Regions from separate parts of the Gossypium hirsutum genome. Here region 1 is linked to region 2. The links are chromatin contacts, called in public Hi-C maps. All regions are on one chromosome and are shown on one strand. Each heading gives the region's core, a stretch centred on a gene start, on an enhancer-like site or on the middle of the called end of the contact. The rest is flanking DNA. Distances are from core to core; before and after follow the strand shown. Region 1 has its middle 30 kb from the start of LOC121215158. Region 2 holds the start of LOC107909731.

Region 1 (7,130 bases), core at 4,013-6,512, 160 kb before region 2:
TGTAATGTAATGTTGTCATCAGGGGGAGTCTAAAAACAAGTTGTATTCTTTTCCTTTAACCAAGGTTTTGTCCCATTAGGTTTTCCTAGTACAAGTTTTTAACGAGGCAGCTTGTAATAAAAGATTGTATACTCTTTTTCCTTCATTAGGTTTTTTATCCCACAGGGTTTTTCCTAATAAGGTTTTAACGAGGCACATTATCTACAAATGGTCATCCAAGGGGGAGTGTTATGAATATCTTATTAAGTAGATGTCATGATCAAGACAAAGTTTTAATGTACTTTAAATTCTAATATTTATTAGAATTAGATCTCTACTTCTTTTATACTTCTTATGCTTATAAATAGAGACTCTGATGAAACATTGTAATATCCCTTTTGATCAATAAAGTACATTTTCTATTGCTTTCATATTTTCTTTGTTTTTTATTCTCTCTATCTCTTTTTATTTTATAACACCTATAATATTTTGAAAAATATATAAAACTTTGTAATGCATAAATTTAAAATTTTAAAAATTATATAAAAATATCTAAGGAAAATTATTTGGTACACTGTCAGTAGGGTCAAGGGTTTGACAAGTGTCCTACAGAGGTATAGTAAAATATTAAAACATAAATATTTTTAAAAAAAAAAGAGTCACGTATTAATTTTTTAAGGTTGTGGGATAAAAAAAAGTACATTGTCAATGGCCCAAATACTTACTCAATATATAAATATATGAAAGAACTAAAATGCACATCTACAATGAAACTAGGGTCATTCTTGATGTAAAAAAAATTATATATTTTTTTATTAATTTATGTATTTTAAAATTATTTAAAACTTTATATATTTTTAATTTAAAAATAATAATATAAATAACCTGATATTTTATAAAAATAAAAATATATAAACTTATTAAAAATATATCTAGAATGAACCTGGACAAATTAGTGTACAAATTAAAAGAATATATATGTTTTTTTATTAATTATATATTTTAAAGATTTTTAAATTTTAAATTTTTATCCACCACGTGGTATACTGAGAGGTTGCTACACGTTACCATTGGATTGACGATCAGTGCCACGTCAATATAAACTAGCGGTGTTAATACTTTTGGATACCAAATAAGTTCAAAAAATGTTCAAATAATAATTAAGTACTTTTGGATAAGATCAATAGAAAAACTACATATTAACCCTTTGAATAAAAACCCTAGATAAATATGGTTGTTCCTTAACTAGAAATAAGACCTCTTGAAAACATGAGCCTCAAGCTCAGCAGGGTGGGCTCCAGAGCTGCCCTCTCAACAGCGTCTTTGATCTCGTTTTCGGAAGCGATATTGTCGCCTCATGCACAAAGCCTTACGCCTCATAATAAACTTCTTCGACATCTCTCCGTAGGGCCAATTTTCTTCACTTTTAACTGATTGAGTTTTTTTTTTTGGTTTAATTTGATGAATTATATGTATTGGTTAATGATTTGAAGGTATTATGGAGGTACATTGTCAGAGAGATGCTTGGTAAGGGACTTAAAGCTCTTGGAGTTACGAGAAGTGAATATATAATTTCGACAAAATGTGGAAGATATCGTGAAGGTTTTAATTTCAGTGTTGAGAGAGTAATTAAAAGCATTGATGAAAGTTTGGAGAGATTGCAACCTGAATATGTGGGAATTTTTTTTGTAAAATTTTATTATAATATAATTTTAGATTTTTTTATGTATTTTGTATGATTTTTTAAAATTTTAATTAAAAAGTTTTATAATTTTATTAGAATCAAGGACTAAATTAAAATAATTTATAAATGTTAAAGGTGAATTTCTTTATAAACTAAATTAATAAAATGTATAACCATGGGAGATCAAATATATTACTATCCAAAATTTAAAATCACAACATCATCAATCCATCGTAGACTTAAAAACACTTAACAAAAGAAATAAAAATAATAATAAATTTTATTAGTTGAGTGAAAAAAAATTTGCCGTAATGGATAGTGTAATTTACCTATACATTTTTCTGAAGTTATGAAAATATAAAAAATATATATAAATACTTTAAAAATAATATTCATGGTTTTTATATAGAACTTTATTAGTTAGTTAGTAGTAGTACCAGCAAATTTAGATTAATGTTTCCATAAAATATATAATAATAAAAAAGTGACAATTCCCAACAGTGTCAGTTTAGCATTCCAATGTCGGTTAAGAGATAAATGATTATTATTATTATTATTATTATTATTATTATTATTATTTGTTCAACAGAGATAACTGATTGATGAGGACAACATATGGATAATCAGATCAACAACATGGTTATAACTTATGTACTACGGTTGGTAGTTTCAATTTTATATCCAAGAAAAAAAGATTTCATTAATTTAATAATAAATGATTTAATGCATTTTTTTAAATATCATAATAAAAAGTACTTAACCTTTAAAGTTGCAAAATGTTACATCAAAAAAGGGGAAAAATTTTTGGCAAAATGACATGTGCGTTCTGAATATATAATTAATTAACCCTCAAATTCTATATACAGCTAATTTTATTTTATGAAAAAGAAAATAGTTTGCTAAATTTATTAGAAACATTAAAATGAATGAAATGAAATGTGAACATTTGAAGCAAACACATGGAATATGGAGTGGGGACTTGCAATGTGAAAATAATGCAGATTTGAGATCCTATTGTTTATAATAATTTATTGGATTCAGGTATTGTTTTGTTTTTCTCTGAGAAAATAAGTTGATAGAGCGAAAACGTAAACATTACACATGGTTGAGATACAAAACCTAACGTGTTGGAGATCCAATCCTCAACATATTCAAGTTTTTTTTTTTAAATCATTTTAATGGTGCCAAGACCAAACTTTTTAATCTTAAATCTATAGGTGGGTATTTAGAGATTGAAGATAGAAATGGGCACATGCATGAGACCGTACCGACCGTTTAACTGATGGTAGGGAAGCACGTTCTCCCATGTGAACCTTGTTCCCCCGCATTCTCCACCTCTGAAACCCAACCCCATTCCCATTTTCACAGGGTTTCTTAAATCCCATCGGTGTATGCGGTGCAACTCTCTTAACTTTGTAGACTGACAAAAAGGGCAATGTTGTCGAATACAATTCACCACTACTTTAATCCCACTCCACATGTCTTTGGTTAATGCTGATGATCCCACCATCTTTTTGCATTTTCATTATAACTATACATTTATGTTTTCATTTATTATTTAATCATCATTTTTTCTCTGATTTAGTAATAAAAGCAAAAGTCTATAGTCTTTATACGCATGATATACATATATGAGTAGGGTAGTTTTATGGATGAAATTAATAAATTGGGTCAAAACATCACATGGGATGAACAACATGCCATGTGCCTTCCCAATACATGAAAATGACACCTTTATTTCCCTGTTTGCTTATAAATTGGCACAGGCTGAATCCAGATCCATTTCCCATTTCCCATTTCGACTACCTAAATGTAAAAAATATTAAAATGCCAAATCTGGATTGAATCTAATAATTGCTTAATGTCATTTCATTTTCCCCTCACAACAGAATTAAGTATAAAAATTCTGTTTTGATGAAAACTAACAGCGCCGTCACTTTATTAAGTGAATGCCACAATCATATTCCATATAATTGTCACACCTTTACACACACACCCCAAAAAAATGCAAAAAAAAAATTGGATTTAAATTGTGAGGGTGAAATGTTATTTAGGGCTATTCATGTAAATATATATATTAACTACAAATGAGACCTTAGATTTAATGATTATATTTCACATCTAATAATAAATTTAATTTTTATACCTTTTAATTTCTATTTACAAAAAATATTTGTGGATTCTTAATCCAATTAAAAAAATAGCCCATAAACGCCAACAACTTGGATATAAGATTTATTTATTCAAATCCTTAATTTCACTTTTCATTTCTCTTTTTTATAATAGGATAATGTATTTTAATTCAACTTAATTAAATTTTGGTATAATGATTTATTTGGTTTCTAATTTTATAGAAAAAATTATTTTAGCCATTCATTTAATATTTTTTTTATCTTTTTTAGCTTTTGAACTTACATTTTTTTTATCAAATCACTCCAAAATAGATGAAAATTTTAACGTTTTTTAACTTTGCTGATGTGGTATACATGTGGATGACATATTAGCATCTAATTAATTTTTTAAAATTTTAAAAATTAAAAATCATTAATTAAATTTTAGTGCCGACATATCATTTACATAACAATCCACATGTATATTATGCGTGAAATTTTCCTTGTGCGGAAAAACAAAATTAAAAGACAAATTAAGGAGCCTATCAAACTTGGGTGATACGAAAAGAAAACTCCAAAAATGATTCTTATTATGCTAAACATCAATATACTAATAGATTGATTGTTTGACAAGAATCCAAAAAAGTACGTAATTACTGCAAGGAACAAATAACACATCTTGTTTGTCAACTTTATTCCCTTCTTTTTTTTAATATAAAATAGGGTTGCTAAATATTTGATTTTCTAAACTTTAATTATATAACTCCTAACATTCCCTTGAATAATTTAGAGAGGAAGAAGAAGTCAACCAATTCCTAATGATTGGCTCAATTGGTAGTTTATGGAACTAATTGTTTGGCTGTACCAAAGATCCTTATATTTTAGTGTGATGCCTAATTGCATTTCTCTAACTTGCATCATCATTTTATGGACTTAAACAATCTCACATGAATAAAGTTGGATATGGACAGTCCTGTAGAATTAACGGACGGCCAAGGAGCCCACAACTGATAAAAGCATTTTGGCTATCATGTTAGTATTGCGTGGGTTCTTGGATTCAAAAAAATACTAGATTTAGGGATTTGAAAAAAGTGGTGCTTGAGACATATAGTAAGGAAGCAATGTGAATCTTTTATGATCCGTTTCATCAAAGAGATTCTCCAACGAGATTGCACTATTCACTTACTACATATTTTTAGAGAAGGCAATAAGGTAACGGATGGTTTGGCAAAATTGACATTCTCAAGACCTTTGGACAATGTTTCATTCATGTAGCCCTGGATGAAATCCTTGAATCTCTACACGATTTTTCTGATGTAATGTGATCTCATTTTATATATAAAAAAATTAGGGAAGTTAAAAATAATAATTAATTACACTGAAAAGTTAAAGTGATTTTTTACATATTTTCAGTTCTAAACTATTCTAATTTAAGCTCACAAATTTAAAGCCCACAAGTGGCCCAGATAGCCAAGGTTGGGGAAGGCCTTGCATTTTCTACAGGGTATCACTATTTTCTTGTTCTATTAAAATTTCAACTTCTTTCGTCCCTATTTATTGTGCACCGTTTTTTTTTTTTTTTTTGTTTTGGTAGGAAAATAAGAGGGTGTTTTTGAAGGAATTGAATTTGTTACAATGGGATTTTAATGTTTAGTGACTTACTTTCTTCTACAAATAGTGAAATTGATTCTCTTAAAAAATACATATATAATGGAAAGCAAATAAAAAAGGAAAACATGGTTATTGGTGTCTATCCCTACAATTCATTGTTGCAAAGTAATTCTTTTTTACTTTTATTCTGAATTGTAAATTTTACTCTCTTTTAAATATGTGAAATGTTTCTTTGAAATATTGAATCCTTTTGTCTTTTTATTTGAAAATCTCAGTCCCTTATCAAAAATATAAAATACTTTTTTAGCCATCAATATTTATAATTTTTATCAATTTAGTCCTTACACTTTAAAGTAAATAAAAAATAAAAAATTAAATTTTATCATGTGTTAAATAAAATCATAACAAATTTAAAAATATATACTTAAAAATCTAAAATTATGAAAAATAAAAATTATTTAAATAAAAATTAATATAAAAAAATTCCAAAATTCAATGTTGTCTAAACCAGATTGGATCGAAAATCAACTGGGGTATCGATCCAATGAGAAGTAAAAACTTGGTTGACCTGTAAACCGGTACGAGCTGGTTGAATAGAGCTAAAAAACCGGTTGAAACCTATTTTTATAATTTTGTATATTTTTATTTTTTAATAATTTATTTGTTTTGAACCGATTGGACCATTCGAATGGGAACTAATTGGTTTGACTAGTTCAACCATCAATCCAGTTCTAGACACATTGCCAAAATTTCAAAAAAAAAAGTTTTTTTAGTCTAATTTAACCCGTTCGTACCAATTCATTGATCAAATGGTTTTTTTACCTCCCACCGGATCAATAACCTAGCCTTTTTTCGATCTAACCAATTCGACTAACTAGTCTAGTTTAGATAACATTGCATTTTGAAAATTTTATATATTTTAAATGACTTATTTTTTTCATAATTTTAATTTTTTTTAAATATATTTTTTAATTTTTTATGTTTTAATTTAAAATATGAAAAAGTAATTTTTAAACTTATTTATCTATTTTTAAAGGGTAAGAACCAAATATAAAAAAATGTAAATATTGAGAGTTAAAAATATATTTTACTTTTTTTTATAACAACCACTAACGTACACAAAAGAACTAAAATTTTCAAATTAGAAAAAAATATAATCACTCAATGTCTCAAACTAAAACTTCAAAAGAATACAAAAACTTGAAACCTTCTTTTTTTCTTTTAAGGTTATACATGCGTGGTACTAAGTATCTATATTTCTTTTGTCATAAATATTTTTTAAAATATACTTTTTAATCAATCAATTTTTAGTATAATGTAATGAAAAAAATTAAAAATTGTACATCTTCACAATCTTGTAAGCTGTTTTTTAATTTAATATATTCATGAAACAAATATGATCGAAATGTGAAAATCATAGCGTGGTTATGAATAATAAAAACCATTGAAAAATATTATTATTAAATATTTAATTTAAATATTTCCTATCGAATCTATAGTATTTGTATCTACATTTATGTTTTTCTAAATAAGAATCCTATTTTTTTTATATAAATTTCATCTCATGGTGGTGGTAATTTATGAATTTTTTTTTTCAAAATTCTATATATATTTTTAAAAAAAACTTATATTCATGAAGAAATTTTTTAGAAAAATTTTCTAAATATCCAATGTCACATAATTTAATTTTTGACAACACATAACTAGATTGACTATCTTGATCTTATTTAGCAGTATATTTTTAG
Region 2 (6,711 bases), core at 516-3,015:
GAAGACAAACTCCGAGAGGTTTCATCCACATGAATTTGGTTTCCCAGATTTGCGTCATTCAAAGCCAAACTTGGTCCATTATGAATCAAATTTTCCTCAAGTACACAGCCCGAATCCAAAGCATCTTTCCCAGATTCAACAACTAAAGCACCATTTACTTTAGAATCATGGTGGATGGCATATTTGTTTCTCTTTTTAGTTTTCTGCTTTTCCTTTAAAACAGATGTAGCCACAGAAGCTTCTAGATCTTCAAATATTTTGTCATCTCCAACATCTTTCGACTGTAACTTCGGCCTTGACCCCGTGTTGGTAGCAGGGAACGAAACCTGATTATTACTATCAGCTGTATGTTCAGCTTCCTTACACAAATTTTCTGAGTTTTCTTTGGTGGAATTACTAAAACCAAACTGTTGAGATGCAGAATTCTGTTTTGCATGACAGTCATCTCTGTCTTGTGGCAAAGGTGCATCATTGACATTGGACAATCTTTTGGCTGTATCAACAGGTAGAAGATCAACAACATCAACCGAATAATTATTAATTCCGGTACCGAAGCAGGATACAATGTTGCCAGCATCAGGTTCAATGGAATTATGATTTTCCCTATGCTCTTTAGCACTCGAGGCATCAACCAAAAGAAACCAACTCCTGCTCACTCCACCAAAAGCACTTTTCACAAACATGGAATCAGAAAGGTGATAAAGAAATCCTTTGCGCTTTACCTATTCATGTTAACAAAGCCATGTCAATGTAAACTTTAAATCAACAATAAGACATCCTTAACAAGTAGCATCATAACAGTACAAGATACAGCAACAACCTTTAACGCATTAATCTTTATCTCCCCAATGTTGGGAAAGCACAACGGGTGTTCATACAGTATCTTTTCTGCAAATCAGCAGCACATAGATATTACTAACTAAAACAGAACTTTACATCACTTGATCTTAAAGATGAAGTTGATACGCCAGTTACTAAAAGTTGATAAACTAAATTAAGATCAAAATATGTTAGACGACTAGAACCAGTGACTATTTTTGAGAATGATAAAGCACAAGGAGAAATAATACATAACTTCCATAACATAACTATATCTACATTCTACATATCAAAACAATGCACCATTTCTTCCTGTTCAAGCATTCTAGAGGAATTCTCAATGGCTACAACAACTTCAGCACTTCAATTCACCCAATTTTAGGTTAATTACAGGGGAAATTTTAGATTTCCTATTCAAGTTCTGATCCTTGAGGTCTCAAATGGATGAACACTCTGAACTGGTATTGAAAAATAAACAAAGTCTAACCCATAACGTTGCTTTAGTACTTTAAAGAAGATAAATTTGTATCCTCCAAAAGCAAAGAATGAAAATTTACTTAAAAAGACAAATGGTAAACCAAAACACCAAGAAATCAAAGATGAGAGGGGAAAGGGAGAAAGTCATACTTTTAAGATCGGAAACGGTTTCGGAGTCGGAGACGATCATGGCGAGGTGAGTATCAAGGTTGGTATCAATGAAAATACTGTGGTAGACATCGGAACAACCGCAACCGGAGGTGGAATCCGGCTTTTCCATTTCCTTTTTCAAAGGAAGACGGCGACCTAGAACCGGGGAAAAAAGGGTTTCGAGTTTTAAGTAGAAAAGGAAAAGGAAAAGGAAGTAGAGTTTTGCGGAATGAGGGGGGTTTTGTTAGTGTGGAAGACGAACAGACTTTGGCCTAAATGGCGGCATGCGAAACAAACTAACTAGAACATGTTGAAGCCTGTCTTGTCCTTTAAAACTGAAGTAGTGAGAATGGGCCTGTTTTTATATTTGAGTTCCAGATTAGTAAACTTAACCCATATAAATAGGAACTGGGTTAGGCTTCACCTAATCTCCATTTTTTTATGATTATTGGATATATCATAGTGAGAATTTTTTTTTTATTTTTTTTACACTTGAATACCTTGTCGTGTTATTTAATAAATATAATGTATTTTTAATTTTAAATTGATTATATTTTTAATCATTTACCTTAAATATATTTCAATACCAATTATATTAAAGATAATAAAAATACTAATTTTCATATTTTGTTTTTAATTATAAAAATTCACCTTCCCCATTTTTCTAAATACTTGGGTAAATATAATCTTATATAAATAACAAAAGTCAAAGTTTCTCACTGAAAAAGTAATATTCTCTTGACCTTTTTTGAAGAATTATTTGATTGTTTTTAAAAAAAATTATTAATTGCGTAAAAATTTAAATCTTCCTAAAATCGTGAGAAATTACTTTTACCTTTTTTTTTATTTCTTATATAACCGAAGCTGACAAAAATCCGATATGGATAGTCTACACTTTCGACATCTGTATAACTTTATATAAATAACATGTGTTTTCTATTTAATATTTTTAATTTTATGAAAATTAGTTTAAAAATCTTATTCATTTACTTTAATAATTTATATTTTACTTTATTACAGTATGTTACATAAAAAATTAATTTAAATAATTCTTTCCTATAATAATTTTATGGGTTAACTACATAAGTAGTCACTTTATTCAATTTTTTTTTCTTTTTGCCACTGAATTATAAAAATTTACGTTTTGGTTACTATTATTATCAAGTTATAAAGTTTTGGTCACTCGTTCGTTAGTGAGGGTTACATCCTTAACGAAAAAGTTACATGGCATATTAATCTAAAGGTTAATATCTAATTTAACCCTTAAACTATAGCTAAAACATTTAATTTAGTCCTTTTACAACTTTTTTTTTAATGATGATTCTAAAAATTTATCAAAAATATCTTTAAAAAATTCTGAAATTTCATTATTTATTTTTTGAAATTAAAAATATGTTTTTTAAAACTTATAATAAAGTAAAAAATCTTAAAAATAATCAAAATATCCTTTAAAATATCATAAATTCCAAATTTTATTTAAAAATTAAAAATATCAAAAAAATATTTAAAAATTCTAAAAATTCATTTTTTTAAAAATATTTTTAAAATATAATTATGTAAAAAAATTAAAATTAATAAAATATATAACTAGAAAACGAACTTCTTCATCATTATCATCAAGAGTTCCTTTTGGAAGCTGGCTTTCAATGGAATTTAGTCTTGGTTCAGATTTAGGTGGAAGAGATAGTGGCGGTGCTGGTTCATCGGCAGGAGGTGGCTCCGCTACGGTTAGTTGATATGGAAGGGATGTTGTCGAGTATCTGACAGTAGCAGATATGGCTGATGTAATGTTTAATTCAGGTAGCAGCAGCAATAGCATGTAATTTGTTTTTCCATGTGCGGAAGACAAATGGGAGGCTGCAGGTGGCGGTGTGAGGCAGCGCGGAGGAGATGAAATATTTGCTAAAGCTTAGAAATGTGATTCATGATGGGGTCTATCTCTTTCATGCGCATATCACGATGACTATGCTGAAGTTTGATGTTTTTACAATAATTTACCTCACATATACATTACACACTCATCCAATTTGTTGTTTATCTAACAACTTTTGTTTGGTTTTTTGTAACATTATTGGGTTTGGATTATGGAAACAAAAACTTACTCCACTACTTAATAATTTGTTGTTGTTTCCGTCAATTTTTTTACATGATTACAATTTTAATTTTTTTATATAATTTCTAAGAAATAAATAATGAAATTTTTAAAGGATTTTATGATTTTTTACATAATTCTAATTTTAAAAAATATTTTTATAGTTTTAAAAATAAATATTTTTCTTAATTTTTAAAGAACTTTTTATATTTTTAGGATTTCCCAATAATTGTTTTAGAATTATGAGTAAAAAAATTGTAAAAGGACCAAGTTGAATGTTTTGCTATAGTTCAAGGGTCAAGTTAGATATTAACCCTTGAGTTAAAGTGCCACAATCACTTTTTCCTCATGGATTTAATGGCAGGATGAGAGACCAAAACATTATAACTCGATAATATTAATGACCAAAACATAACTTTTCATAGTTTAATGGCAAAAAAAAAAAGAGAAAATTCACCAAAGATTTGTGACTATAGTTTACCTTTTCTAATTTTATTTAATAAAATCTCTAAATTCTAAATAATTATTAAGCCTAAATTACTCTCAATTTAAAATGTATACAGTCAATTCTCTCCATAACAGTCAAGTTTGTTGTAGAACCAATTTTTTTTATGTTATATTCTTACCTTCTATAACAACTTTTCATCTATAACACAACACAGTAAAATATGAAGTACACTATTTTTTCTAAATTAGTTCTTTAATAATAACTTTTTTCTCAAATTTTAGTAAATTAATTCTATTCCTAAAGGAAATAAAAATAATAAATTTTAGTTAAGATATTATTTCAATAAAATATTTAAGTTTTATATAAAAATATACTAACAATATTTTGAGCTTGCACAATATACTTATAGCCATATACCATAGCTGTAGTTGAGATGTTTGAGTCTGCAACTAACCTATTGGTCTTACCTCTCACGACAGATAGCGAAGCAAAACAGTGACGCTTAGATGTTCGATTTCATCGAAAGCAAGGTTTTATCTGTGCAAGTGAGCTTGCTTTCATTCTTAGTGTATATATATATATATAAAGAAGAAGAAATCTTTCAACAATCACACTTTCTGATTATCTGAAGTTTTCAGGTTGAAGGCATTAAGAAGATATCAAAATATGTTGGAGATTGGGATTGGTTTTTACTGCTAAACGAAATTGGGATTGGTTTTGATTGAGATGTCATCAAGTTTGGTAGGCATGTATTTGTGATTGGCCTTTCGTATTTATGTTAGCAACAGTCAAAATTGTTATACTTGAACCTTTTATGTTGCATAACAAATTTGATGTGAGATAATGTACAAATTTATAAATTATAAGATAATTTTTTTCTTCATTTACTAGTGTTTTTAATTATTTTTATTATTTAATGTTTTTTAAATTATTAATATTATAATAAAATTTAATTATGAAAATTCTCTAAATAATTATTTAAAGAATATAAAAATCATAAATTCTTTTTACTTATGGTAACCATTCATAACTACCGCCAGCATAGAGCAATGAGTAAATAATTATAAAGAGTGACTTTACTGAGGAATTTAACCCTATATTGACAGCAATAAAAAATTAAAAAAAAACTTTCTTTATCTATGGAAATCTATTTTAATCCATCACTGAAATTATGGTGGAATGACATTCAAAAGATGTTTTACTGACGGACAAACAATCATTATAATACAAAAGGTATAGGTCATTTCGTTGTGTATCTCTGTTGACCATCAGTGTAGGTCATTTGAACTTATAGCGACAGATTTTTATACTTATATTGACGAATTTTTTGCCCATCTGTTTATGGCAGTTTTGTTGTAGTCATCAGCACTTCAAGAAATTGACTTTCATGGAATACAGCTCTTTAAGGTGACAACTTTGAAGTTGGTCACTCTAGGTGCCAACTTCTTCTCTTTTTTCCTTCAATTTAATGTAAATTTTATCATATTTTCATAGTATTGATTTCCCTTTGATATGTACGGAAAAAAAGTTTTTTTTTTATCATTTGCCACCATATTTTTGTCTTTTTGAACTTAGATCAAAGTTGGCATGCAACTCAAACAAAATTAGGGAGAGAAGAATTTCGATTGACAAACTCTACAACCCAACCTTGACAACGATGGGTGGTCGCTGTTAAACTATAGCAAGAAATAGAAAGATAAAAGAGGTTTTATGAATCAAGAAGAATATATTGAAAAATTATCTTTTTGTACAGTGGCTGCTAATGCTTTTATACATTATAGCAAAGCATGCTATCTATAGAGAATAAACTAACTGTCAACTAACTAATAGCTAAAAGATTAACTGACTTATCAGTTACTCTAACATCCCCCCGGTTTCTTGAAACTTGAACATTAAGGTCACCATCACTCGAATGAACTCGAAGAGCATGTCAAAATGAGGTAAATTGTTTGGGTGTGATGGGCTTTGTGAGAACATCAGCAGCTTGTTTTGTTGATGGAACAAAATTAACCTGCAGTGTACCATCAAGTACTTTTTCGCGAGAAAAATGATGATCGATCTTTACATGTTTTACTCGTGCATGATGTGTGGGGTTTGCAACCATTGAAACTATAGAAGTGTTGTCACACCAAACCACTGGTGACTGACAGATTAGCATACCAATTTCATTTAGCAACTGTTTAACCCATAACAACTCAGATACGCAATTGGCCAAGCTGCGATATTCTGCTTTGGACGAAGACCTGGACACTAGTGCTTGCTTCTTGGAACACCATGTAACAGGGTTAGGTCCTAGATAAACAACATATCTTGTGGTGGAACGTTGATCTTTAACAGATGAAGCCCAGTCAGTATCAGAGTAACAGACTAATTCAAACTGACCTTTTGAGAAGTAGAGGCCATGATCCATGGTTCCAATAAGATATCTCAACACTCATTTAACTACCTTCCAATGAGTGTCACTTGGAGAATTCATGTATTGACTGAGTTTGTTAACACAAAATGACAAATCAGGGTGTGTAATGCACATATACTGAAGCATTCCAACTACACTTCGATACAAATGAACATCAATAAATGGTGGACTACCATCTGAAGCAACCAATTTGGGAGTGCTCACCATAGGTGTAGGTGTGGCTGCTGCTTCTATCATTCCTAGTTTTTAAAGTATCTTAGAGATGTACTTTTTTTAAGTAACTAACAGACTCTGAAGTGTGTGTTGAAC

Evidence for each region. A called contact is a pair of places that touch in the nucleus more often than the background predicts.
Region 1: a Hi-C map of leaf shows a contact between it and region 2, with 3 times the contacts expected there. The contact joins the enhancer-like site here to the promoter of LOC107909731 in region 2. A contact is called at or near these places in 2 of 34 Hi-C or Micro-C datasets (both in leaf).

The regions. Positions count from the first base shown.
Region 1 is chrD02:58,608,308-58,615,437 of Gossypium_hirsutum_v2.1, reverse strand. No RefSeq gene overlaps it. Among protein-coding and RNA genes, the nearest start is that of LOC121215158, 30 kb to the left of the region's middle. Within about 2 kb of position 5,262, at least 3 of the 9 cell types and tissues checked have an H3K27ac peak or open chromatin away from gene starts, as enhancers often do. A contact at or near this core is called in leaf, where this site is marked.
Region 2 is chrD02:58,441,781-58,448,491 of Gossypium_hirsutum_v2.1, reverse strand. LOC107909731 reads right to left here and starts at 1,765. Exons shown (of 6, transcript XM_041088891.1): 1 at 1,447-1,765; 2 at 821-888; 3 at 1-722. The coding sequence starts at 1,576.